3 separate regions of the Mus musculus genome follow, and all the other regions are linked to region 1. Evidence: chromatin contacts called from public Hi-C and promoter capture Hi-C data. All regions are on one chromosome and are shown on one strand. Each heading gives the region's core, a stretch centred on a gene start, on an enhancer-like site or on the middle of the called end of the contact. The rest is flanking DNA. Distances are from core to core; before and after follow the strand shown. Region 1 holds the start of Rap1b (RAS related protein 1b). Region 2 holds the start of Zfc3h1 (zinc finger, C3H1-type containing). Region 3 holds the start of Helb (helicase (DNA) B).

The links. Promoter capture Hi-C pulls out the DNA fragments that hold promoters and counts their contacts. Hi-C and Micro-C count contacts between places; a contact is called where the count stands out from the background.
Region 2: a promoter capture Hi-C map of liver shows a contact between it and region 1, with 3 times the contacts expected there. The contact joins the promoter of Zfc3h1 here to the promoter of Rap1b in region 1. A contact is called at or near these places in 4 of 39 promoter capture datasets (erythroid cells, liver and pre-B cells) and 1 of 115 datasets of contacts at active chromatin or transcription factors (astrocytes).
Region 3: a contact with region 1 is called in a Hi-C map of B cells, with 5 read pairs. The contact joins the promoter of Helb here to the promoter of Rap1b in region 1. A contact is called at or near these places in 5 of 39 promoter capture datasets (embryonic stem cells, hippocampal neurons, liver and 1 more) and 1 of 484 Hi-C or Micro-C datasets (B cells).

What each region holds. Positions count from the first base shown.
Region 1 is chr10:117,844,546-117,847,562 of GRCm38.p6, forward strand. Rap1b (RAS related protein 1b) reads right to left here and starts at 1,429. Exons shown (of 8, transcript NM_024457.2): 1 at 1,286-1,429.
Region 2 is chr10:115,383,368-115,386,384 of GRCm38.p6, forward strand. Zfc3h1 (zinc finger, C3H1-type containing) reads left to right here and starts at 1,592. Exons shown (of 35, transcript NM_001033261.2): 1 at 1,592-2,440. The coding sequence starts at 1,831. Thap2 (THAP domain containing, apoptosis associated protein 2) reads right to left here and starts at 1,068. Exons shown (of 3, transcript NM_025780.4): 1 at 838-1,068. The coding sequence starts at 908.
Region 3 is chr10:120,111,556-120,114,572 of GRCm38.p6, forward strand. Helb (helicase (DNA) B) reads right to left here and starts at 1,410. Exons shown (of 13, transcript NM_080446.2): 1 at 1,130-1,410. The coding sequence starts at 1,307.

The DNA of each region.
Region 1 (3,017 bases), core at 179-2,678:
AGAGTGGTAAGGGCTTTAAATTAAAAGAATTTCTCCATTCAATTAAGTTACTTCTTGCTAAGATAAACTCCTTTCAGGCAAGTCTCGACAACGTTCTAATTATACAAAAGAAAACTGAAAAAAAAATGAATTTACAAGCTAGAGGCACTCGGTATATATTAATACACACTGCCAGCAAAGCAAACATTTCAACGAGACTCAATTGATTTTTAAAATATTGAAAAGTCCAGCCTGCATCGTAATGTCAACTTTCAACTTAGTAAAAAAAAAAAATGTGAGTTCCTATTACTGTAATAAAGAAGTGCTTGTATGCACACGAGTCGAGAGTCGCAGGGCCAAAATATCTTTCTAAAGCATTGGGGGGTGGGAGGGGGCAAGCGAAAGGAAAGCAATCCCATCTGCTCAAAACTCTTAAGCGAAGATGTTTCTTCCAAAGGCATCTTCTCCTCCCGCCCCCCTCCACCCCAAGGAAAATCCCGAGGGCCTAGTTCCCAAATTCACGGCGCTGATAAGTCAGTTTCAGAATCAGACACCTCGAGATGGCGAAAAGAAAAAAAAAAAAAAAAGGAGAAGAGGACAAACTTCCTGGATTTTTCTCTCTGCAAGAGAAAAAGAGATTTCCTCTTGCTGACGAAGGAAAGGCCCCTTTAACATTTTTTTTTTCCCTCTGCACGGTGGCGGCTGCCAGACTAGGTGGGGCTCGCTCCGCTGCCTTCCTCCTGCCACTTCCCGCAACAAATGAAGCAAGCCAGCCCCGATCCGGGCAAACTTTTTCCCTGTCAGGCTCGAGCCCGCGGGGCGCCGGGGAGTGGTCCCCCCGCCCCCCCTCGCGACGCTGCTCCGCCCGCCCGGCCCCGGGCTGGGAGAAGCCCGGGTGTCCGCAGAGGACAACTTTCTGGTTTCCGCTCTAACTTCCACCCACCGCCGAGGCGGGGAGCGGGGCGCGGCGGGGAAGGCTGCGGGGGCCTCGGGCAGGCGGGTGGGGGCTCCTCGGGCGCTCACTTCCTCCGCCATATTTCAGACATTTGACCCCTTCCGCAAAGCGCGCTGCTCCCCCGCCGCGGCCGCGGTTCCTCCCCGGCCGCCCCGAGGCGGCGCGCCCCGCCGAAGCGAGCGAGGGACTCGGGGGGCCCCCCGCCAGCCACCTGCCGCGCGCCCGGGCCACCCTCGCCGCCGCGGGGGCCATCGGGCTGCCCCGCCCGGTCCGCGCCGCACCCCACCTCTCCCCTCAGCCGGCGCCCGGCCCCCCGCCAGCCTCGCGGCCACGCACGCACCCCGCGCCCACCTCTCGCGCTGTCACCGGGTCGCCGCCGTCGCCCTCGCCGTCGCCGCGCGTTCCCTTCGGGTCGCTGCTCCCGGCGCCACGGCGGTCTCTGCCGCTGCCGCCGTCGCCGTCGCCGCCGCCGCCGCCGCTCGGGCTGCTTTCCACGCCTGACTCTGGGCGAGGTTTGGCGGTGTCGCCTTGACGTCAGGCGTTCAGCCTCGCTCTCGCTTCCGCCCGCGGGCGGGGCGCGCAGGAGCGCAGCCCGGGAAGGGGCGGGGCCGAGGCGGGCCCTGGCGGAGGGGGGCGGGGTCTCGTCGTGCTCGCCTCGCAGTGGGCCTCGCCCCGGCTCTCGGTCGCCGGCTCCGGCCGTGGCCCTTCTCCCCTGCCCTGCGTCTCGTTGCTGCGGTCGGCCTCGCCCCCCGCTGGCTGGGCTGTCCGACATAATCGGTGTCAGCCTCAGCGGAGCGCATCCGTTTCGACCCCAGCGGGTAACGGGGAGCTCAGGGGCTTGGAAACCTCTGACGCCTTCGCGGGGCCTCCGAGTGCACAGTCGCCAACGCCCCCAGACCGTCGGTGTTCGCGTGGTCCTTTGTGCTGGGGAAGTAACAGAGCAGCAGTTCCCACTCCCAGAGCGCGAGGGCAGCTTTTCATTTTTCAAATGGCCTTTCTTTAGGTTTGACAAGTATTTCAGCCTGTGGTGTGTTAAGCAGGGCCAGCTGTCCAAATTACCCTGCCAGACGCAGTTCGCGAATGGAGGATTCCAAAGCATGCTTATGGCCTGTGCCTAAGTGAACAGTTTATAGAATTAAAATAATTGGTTCATGGAAGAGCATGCCTGGGGCGCCTTCATGACTTTATAGATTACTCATAGATGTCAGTCTATGATGTGACTCCGAAAAGCTCTGTCCAAAAATGACTTGTTCCAAAGAGCACAAGAACTTACATCGATCTAGGTAATTAGAATATTTTCTCACCATCACCTTTAATATGAGAATCATGCTATCAGAGCTTTGTTTGGAAGACTTTGTTTCTGCTCTGATTACGCTCTCTTCATTGCGTGGTCCTGGCTGGCCTGACCTTGCTATGTTGACCAGCTTGGCTTTCATCTCAGATACACCTGCCTCTACGTATGGAGTGCTGGGGATTAAAGGCATGCGCCACCACTGCCAGCGAGGGAAAAGGTTTTGATGAACAAAACTTGAGAGGAAAGTACTGAAAGGAGTAGGCAATTTAGCTGGCCCTCCCTGTACAAATTATTCTGGAAATTTAACGAACCCTAGAAGAGAAATGGAGACGTGACCACTACGCTAACCTGAGTTAAGTGAGCGAGTAAGAAAGAATTATAGCTGGGTCTCAGGATGCCAGTCTGTAAGAGCACACCTCTTTCTTCTGCAGACTGAGCAGGAGGTGGCTCCTTGCAAATTCTAGGTTGCTGAGGCCACAGAGTAAGTTAAAGCCAACCTAAACGGTTTTGTGAGATTCTCAAGAAGTTAAAAAAAGGGGGGGGGCATAGCTTAATGATCCAGTACTTGTCTAGCAAGTGTCCGAGTGTAGTAGGTTCAACCTTTAGAACAACAAAAAAAGAAAAAACCCATAATTGACAGTTGTGTGTGCTTCTGCACGCTTGTGCCCTCGCCTGTGGGCACACAGAAGCCAGAGGTGAACAGGTTATTTTCTGTCGCTCTCCACTTAGTTGTTTTGAAACAGGGTCTCTCACTGAACCTCACCAATTAGGCTTGAGTGGCTGGCCACC
Region 2 (3,017 bases), core at 342-2,841, 2.5 Mb before region 1:
TTAAAAACAAACATCAGAGGGATTTTGAAAGTGGCAGCTTTTAGTTAGGGGATGCACGTAGTAACAGTGAGGTAGGAAAAAGAGCAAAGATATTTCTAAGATCACAAGGTATAATGGTACAGCATATAAAATCAGAACTGTTTTCAGTTTAGTTTTCAGTATTTCTTTTCTTCAGGCAGTTGGCAGTTCTAGAAGGAAAGGTGACCATTTACTGAGTGCCGCCTATTATATTCAAGTCGGTGTTCACATGCTTTGGAGTTTGACTTAACAGAATTAAAGACATGACTGTACGTTCAACCTGTGTGTGAGTGCGTGATTCTGTTCAAGAGAGAGTTTCTATTTGCTCTTTGATAAACATTGCTTAATTAGATTGACTCAGTTACCATGTGTGACTATTAGAAATGTTTCCCACGTCAATTCCAGTAGTGAAAATTGCCTAATCTTAACTCGAACTCAGCAGGCTTCTAAAGTGATTTGTTGGTTTGAACCCTTATGGCGTCATTCTTCTTAAGGCATGGTCTAAGATATAAAAAATAAAAGAGTAGAAAATAAAGGTATACTCATCACTTTTTAATGCAAGGCATAGTAACTCGGGTTTCTTTTTCTTTTCTTCCTTTCTTTCTTTTTTTTTTTTCAAATTTGGTAAACTTTCCTCGGAAAAGGAGCAAATGTTTCCAGATGTGCGGACCCACACACAAAGGACAAGAGCGAGGCTCCCCTTGCTCTTCGCAGCTGGGCAAGTGACCAAAGTCAGAGGACCTTGTTCTTCTGACACGACCGAGACTCAAGACTGCCTAGGCTCCCGTTTCCGTCACCCCGCTCCCCTCCCAGGTTTACCTGTGGAAGCTGATGTTAATGTGCTTGTTGTAGGTAGCAGCACAGCCCGCCGCGGCGCAATTGGTCGGCATTTCCCCGGGCCCCTCATTCGGCGCCACCTTACGCCACTTCGGAGGCGCTGCCCGCTAAGCAAGCTTCTGTCAAACGCTAGACAAACGAGGCAGGCGACCCCGCGCCGCCAGCTCGGTGCAGAGCGCGGGGAGGGCAGAGGGGCGTGCACAGTACCGGGGTGGGAGGGAGGGCCCACTCTCCTGTCTCTTTATTAATATGGCGGGCTTAGGCCTGCAGAGCCAACGTGCCGGAGCTCCGGGCGCAGACAGTCGCCTTCACCAACATGGCGGCCACACCCGCTCCCCGCCCTCCCCTACCTCCCGGGGTCCCAAAGAGACTAGGTCCAGCGTCTCAGACGGGGGCCCCCTAGCAATGAATGAGAAGATGGCAGATGTCTTCCCCACCGACTAATGACTCTGAAACTCAGGTCTGCGGCTGAAAGAGCATGTCCGCAACCCAGACACTAACCCCTTCCTTCCCCGCCTGCCACCTCGGACGGGATGCTAGGGGACAGTTAAGACTGCAGGGACACAAGGGCGAAGCCTGGAGCAAGAGGAGACTACAAATCCCAGCCAGCACCGCGGCGGACATGGGGGTGGGCGCTTCCTGTCTCGCAAGACTCGGAGGGTCGCCTTCCGGCGTGCCGCAGGAAATGACGCTCGGGACCCGGCCTCCTTCTACAGAGGCTTTCTCGCGAGGCGGAAGAGCAGCAAGGGGGCGCTAGGAGAGGGAACTGGCGAGCGACGGTCCGACGAGCGAGAGAGAGCGATCTGGGGTGCGGGGAAGTTGGGGAGCAGAACCTGCCGGGCGTCCGAGCACGGGAAAGGCCGCGCCCGCCGGGTCCGTTAGGACAGAGGGCGGAGGAGGAAGGGGAAGGCAGGCGGCGGTCGGGCGGTCCCCGGCCGGAGGGCTTCAGGTCGTGTGGCCAGCGCTGCACTCCGGATGGCGGCCGCCGCCGATCCTTCGACCCCGGCCTCTAGCGGCCTCTCGCCGAAGGAAGAAGGGGAGCTCGAAGACGGGGAGATCAGCGACGACGACAACAGCCGGAGCCGGAGCAGCAGCAGCAGCAGCAGCGGCGGCGGGCTGTTACCGTACCCGCGGCGGCGGCCTCCTCCCCCGGCCCGGGGCGGTGGATCCGGGGGAGGCGGCGGCGGCTCCTCGTCCTCCTCGTCGTCCTCCCAGCAGCAGCTGAGGAATTTCTCACGCTCACGGCACCCGGCCGAGCGGGGCCAGCTCAGGGGACCCAGCAGCTACCGACCCAAAGAACCGTTCCGGACTCACCCGCCCCCAGGGCGGATGCCGTCGGGGTCCCTGTCGGAAAGCAGCCCCCGGCCGTCCTTCTGGGAGCGGAGCCACATCGCCCTGGACCGTTTCCGCTTTCGAGGCAGCAGGCCTTACCGGGGTGGGAGTCGCTGGAGTCGGGGGCGAGGAGTGGGGGAGCGAGGAGGCAAGCCGGGGTGCAGACCTCCTGGAGGAGGAGGATCAGGAGGAGCGGGATCCGGATTCGGCAGCAGCCAGAGCTGGCGAGAACCCTCTCCACCCCGCAAGAGCTGTATCCTTAACGTGGCGGTCCGCCCTGGGTGTGTCGCCGGAGCTCCCTTTGGCGTCATGGCTAGGTCCCGGAGTTTTTTAACTTTTCAGAACCACTCATTTCTCTCCCCCGTTCGTCGGCGGTTGTCACGGGCCGCACTCCACCGCTATTTTCGTAGGCTGTTTGACTGAATGGGTGCCTTTTGCTTTTGGATAGGACTGTGTCATGGATTCGGGTCAGCTAGGGAAATGAAATACAGTCTGGGTTTTTAAACAGGACACCAACAGCCCAAGTTTTGTTTGTCTATTTGTTTGTTTGTTTCTTTTTTGCAAGCCCTGGGATTTCGTATTTAACAGGAAATCGACTTAGATTATTAAGGAAAAGAAGTACTCAAACATCTGGAGGAATACTGTTACTTTTATTACGTCCTGACTTTAGAGTTCGTAAAGTTTTCCTCTGTAATTCTTACTGTTCTTGTGATTTTTTTTTTCTTAAATTTGTAGTTATTCATCCCCGTTGCTGCCCTTTGTTTTCTGTGTTTGTGTGTGTGTGTGCACGCGCGTGTGCAGATCCTTTATTTTTACCAGTTTTACAATTC
Region 3 (3,017 bases), core at 160-2,659, 2.3 Mb after region 1:
TGCTCCTGGCCAGTTCCTACAGTTACCACAGAGCTCAGCTCAGCGGACTTCTTTAGCAAAGCCGTGTCTGCATCTCATGAATGTCACTTCTCCAAGTGCTGTCTGGTACTAAGTACTAAGTTGGGGTTACTTCTCTGATTAAAGAATGTCTGCCTAGGTGCTATAGACATGATGGCTCAGCCAAGAGCACTGGCTGCTCTGCCAGAGGTCCTGAATTCAATTCCCAGCAACCACATGGTGGTTCGCAATCATCTATAATGGGATCTGATGCCCTCTTCTGGTATGCAGGTATAGATGCAGATAGAGCACTCATGTACACAAAATAAATAAATCTCAAAAAAAAAAAAAAACCAAAATGGCTGCTTAATTCACAAGTAGTATTTCCACTGAGACAGCAACTTCGCCATTTTCTCTCCCTGGCCTGTCCCAGTAGCAAATGCTTGGCCAGGATAGCCAGTTACACTTCCATCAACATGTAATCCTTTCTATTTAATTTCAAACACAGCCAAAGTTGTGTTTAAATTGCCAATGGTCAGTTGCCACACATGGTCCTGGTCAGCAGCTATTACTGTACTAGACCATGAAAATACAATGTGTGTGTGTGTGTGTGTGTGTATGAACATGTATGTGTGAATGTGTGGGCATGTATATGTATGTGTAAGTGTATGTGTGTAAATGTGTATGAGTGTGTTTATGTATGTGTGTATGTATATGTGTAAATCTGTGTGTATGTGAGTGTGTGTGTGTGTGTGTGTGTGGCCGTGTGTTTCCGCGCGCTTGCTCTTTTTCTCAAAGTTGCTTAACAGCAACTCCGTCTCTTATTCAGCCAGCGTGGTACAATAATTAAAGGATTCTGTTTCTGGGTGGGAATGAGGGTGCATCTATTTCCTCGACTGTAAAACTACCCCCAACTGTTAACTTTAAGCGAGACGATATATGAAAAAACCAAGCTTAACACAGTATGTGCTCTGAGTCATTACGACTATTACTACCACATCTAAGTACGGTGAAGCAGCCAGTCACACCACAGGTCTGTCTGTCAACAGTCAAGGACGCTGGGTGCCGGGCAGTGAGAATCGAAAATACTTCTTTGACCCCTGCCAACCCGGCCCGGCTGGCGCTGGCTCACCTCGCGCGCGCCCAGGGAGGCTGCCCGCCTTGATGCCCCCGCTGCAGAGTTCCTCGGCATCCACAAACTCCTCCTCCTGCTCCCCCTCCTCCTCCTGCGCACAATCCTCCTCCTCGTCGTCGCTCTTGTACGGGTGCAGAGGGCCCAGGAGCTCGCGCAGACGATCCTGCCTAGCCATTATCTCTTCGGCGAACTTGGCTCAAAACAACTCTACAAAACCTGGCGCGCGGTGTCCAAAACTGCAACCAATCAACTCGACCCGGGTAAGCCGGTCAGCTTCCGGGAACATCCAGGAGGCGGGCGGTATGGGGGCGTGGTCTGAGCGATGCTCCGCCCCAAAGGAGGAGACTGGTGACAGGCGGGACCAGCAGGCTGGGAGGTACCACGGCGGGCTGGCTGCTGACAGTTTCAGAACTGCTCTTTTTAGAGGTGCTGGGCGTTTCCTGCGGAGAAGGAGACGTGGTGAAAGGTCACGACTCTTGGGCGCAGAGAACCCCGGGAAAGCAGGGCATCCTCTGCCCGCTCTCTTAAAAAGAACACAGCAGAGGCCTCTAAAGACCTTGGGGCACTACCCAAAAGAGTGAATCTCCAATCCGGAGAGCGTGGTGGCGACGGCTAGGTGCCTCCTTACACGTAAAAGCGCCGCGGAGAAGTTGAATTTACATCATGTAGGGAGGGCATTTATCCAAGTAGATAACTAGGTCCCTTTGTATATATCCTCTGCATTGGGAGTTAAAGTTGTGATGTACTTTCTCATTTTTAATGCATGACCTGGGTTGTCCATTTTTATGCTTTTCCCGCTTTGGAAACCACTGGCTTTCTTTCCCGTTTATATACTACTCTCCTCGACTTCTTTTTGTTTTGTTTTGTTTTGTTTTGTTTTGTTTTGTTTTGTTTTGTTGTTTTTTCGAGATAGGGTTTCTCTGTGTAGCCCTGGCTGACCTGGAACACACTCTAGGTCCACCGCCCTAGTTCCTGTTTTCAGTAAAGCAAAAGGTGGGGACTTGTAGCCCAGAGAATATGCAGACTTGAGATAGAAAAAAAAAGAACAGCCGGGCTTGGTGGCGCATGCCTTTAATCCCAGCACTAGGGAGGCAGAGGCAGGCAGATTTCTGAGTTCGAGGCCAGCCTGGTCTACAAAGTGAGTTCCAGGACAGCCAGGGCTATACAGAGAAACCCTGTCTCGAAAGAAAAAAAGAAGAAAAGAAAAAAAAAAGAACAAAAGCTGAATACTGCGGCCGCGGTTCTCTAGATGGATAGTGTTTAAAAGTCGCGGTGCCCTTTAAGGGGCGCTATAAAATACTATTTTACTTTAAGGTTATTGTTTATTATGTAATTATCCTAACGTTAATCCTAAAAACTATGTTTTTATTAAACCCCAAAGCTGTGTTGCTGGTTTCTAATAAAGGCATTTGTCATACCCAAATGTCACGTGCATAGGATCAACCATAACGAATACGCACAGGCATCTTTCTTTTAGATTCCTTTTTTTTTCATGTGCGTGAGGTTTTTTTTTTTTTTTTTTTTTTTTGCTAGCATATGTGTCTGTGCACTCTGCATACCCAAAGCAAAACTTCCAGGCTGTATACTTAGTTGTCACGTGGGTGCTGGGAATGGACCTATCTCTGGAAGAGCAGTTAGAGCCATCTCTCTATCCCTCTCTATAGCATTTTCCCTAGTATCTGAGGAGGTCAGAAATCACCCCCCCCACAGATGTAGAGGGACTGTGGTATAATGTGTTTTGAGAAAAACTGAACTAATCTTCCCCTAAGGTATATTGGTAAATATTCCTGGGAGGAAAACTTTGTTTCCAAGGCTCTGCTACACAGTTTGAATTACTACCAGTAACCAACTGGAGACAATTGTCTTACTTAGTTGCCTATTTAAC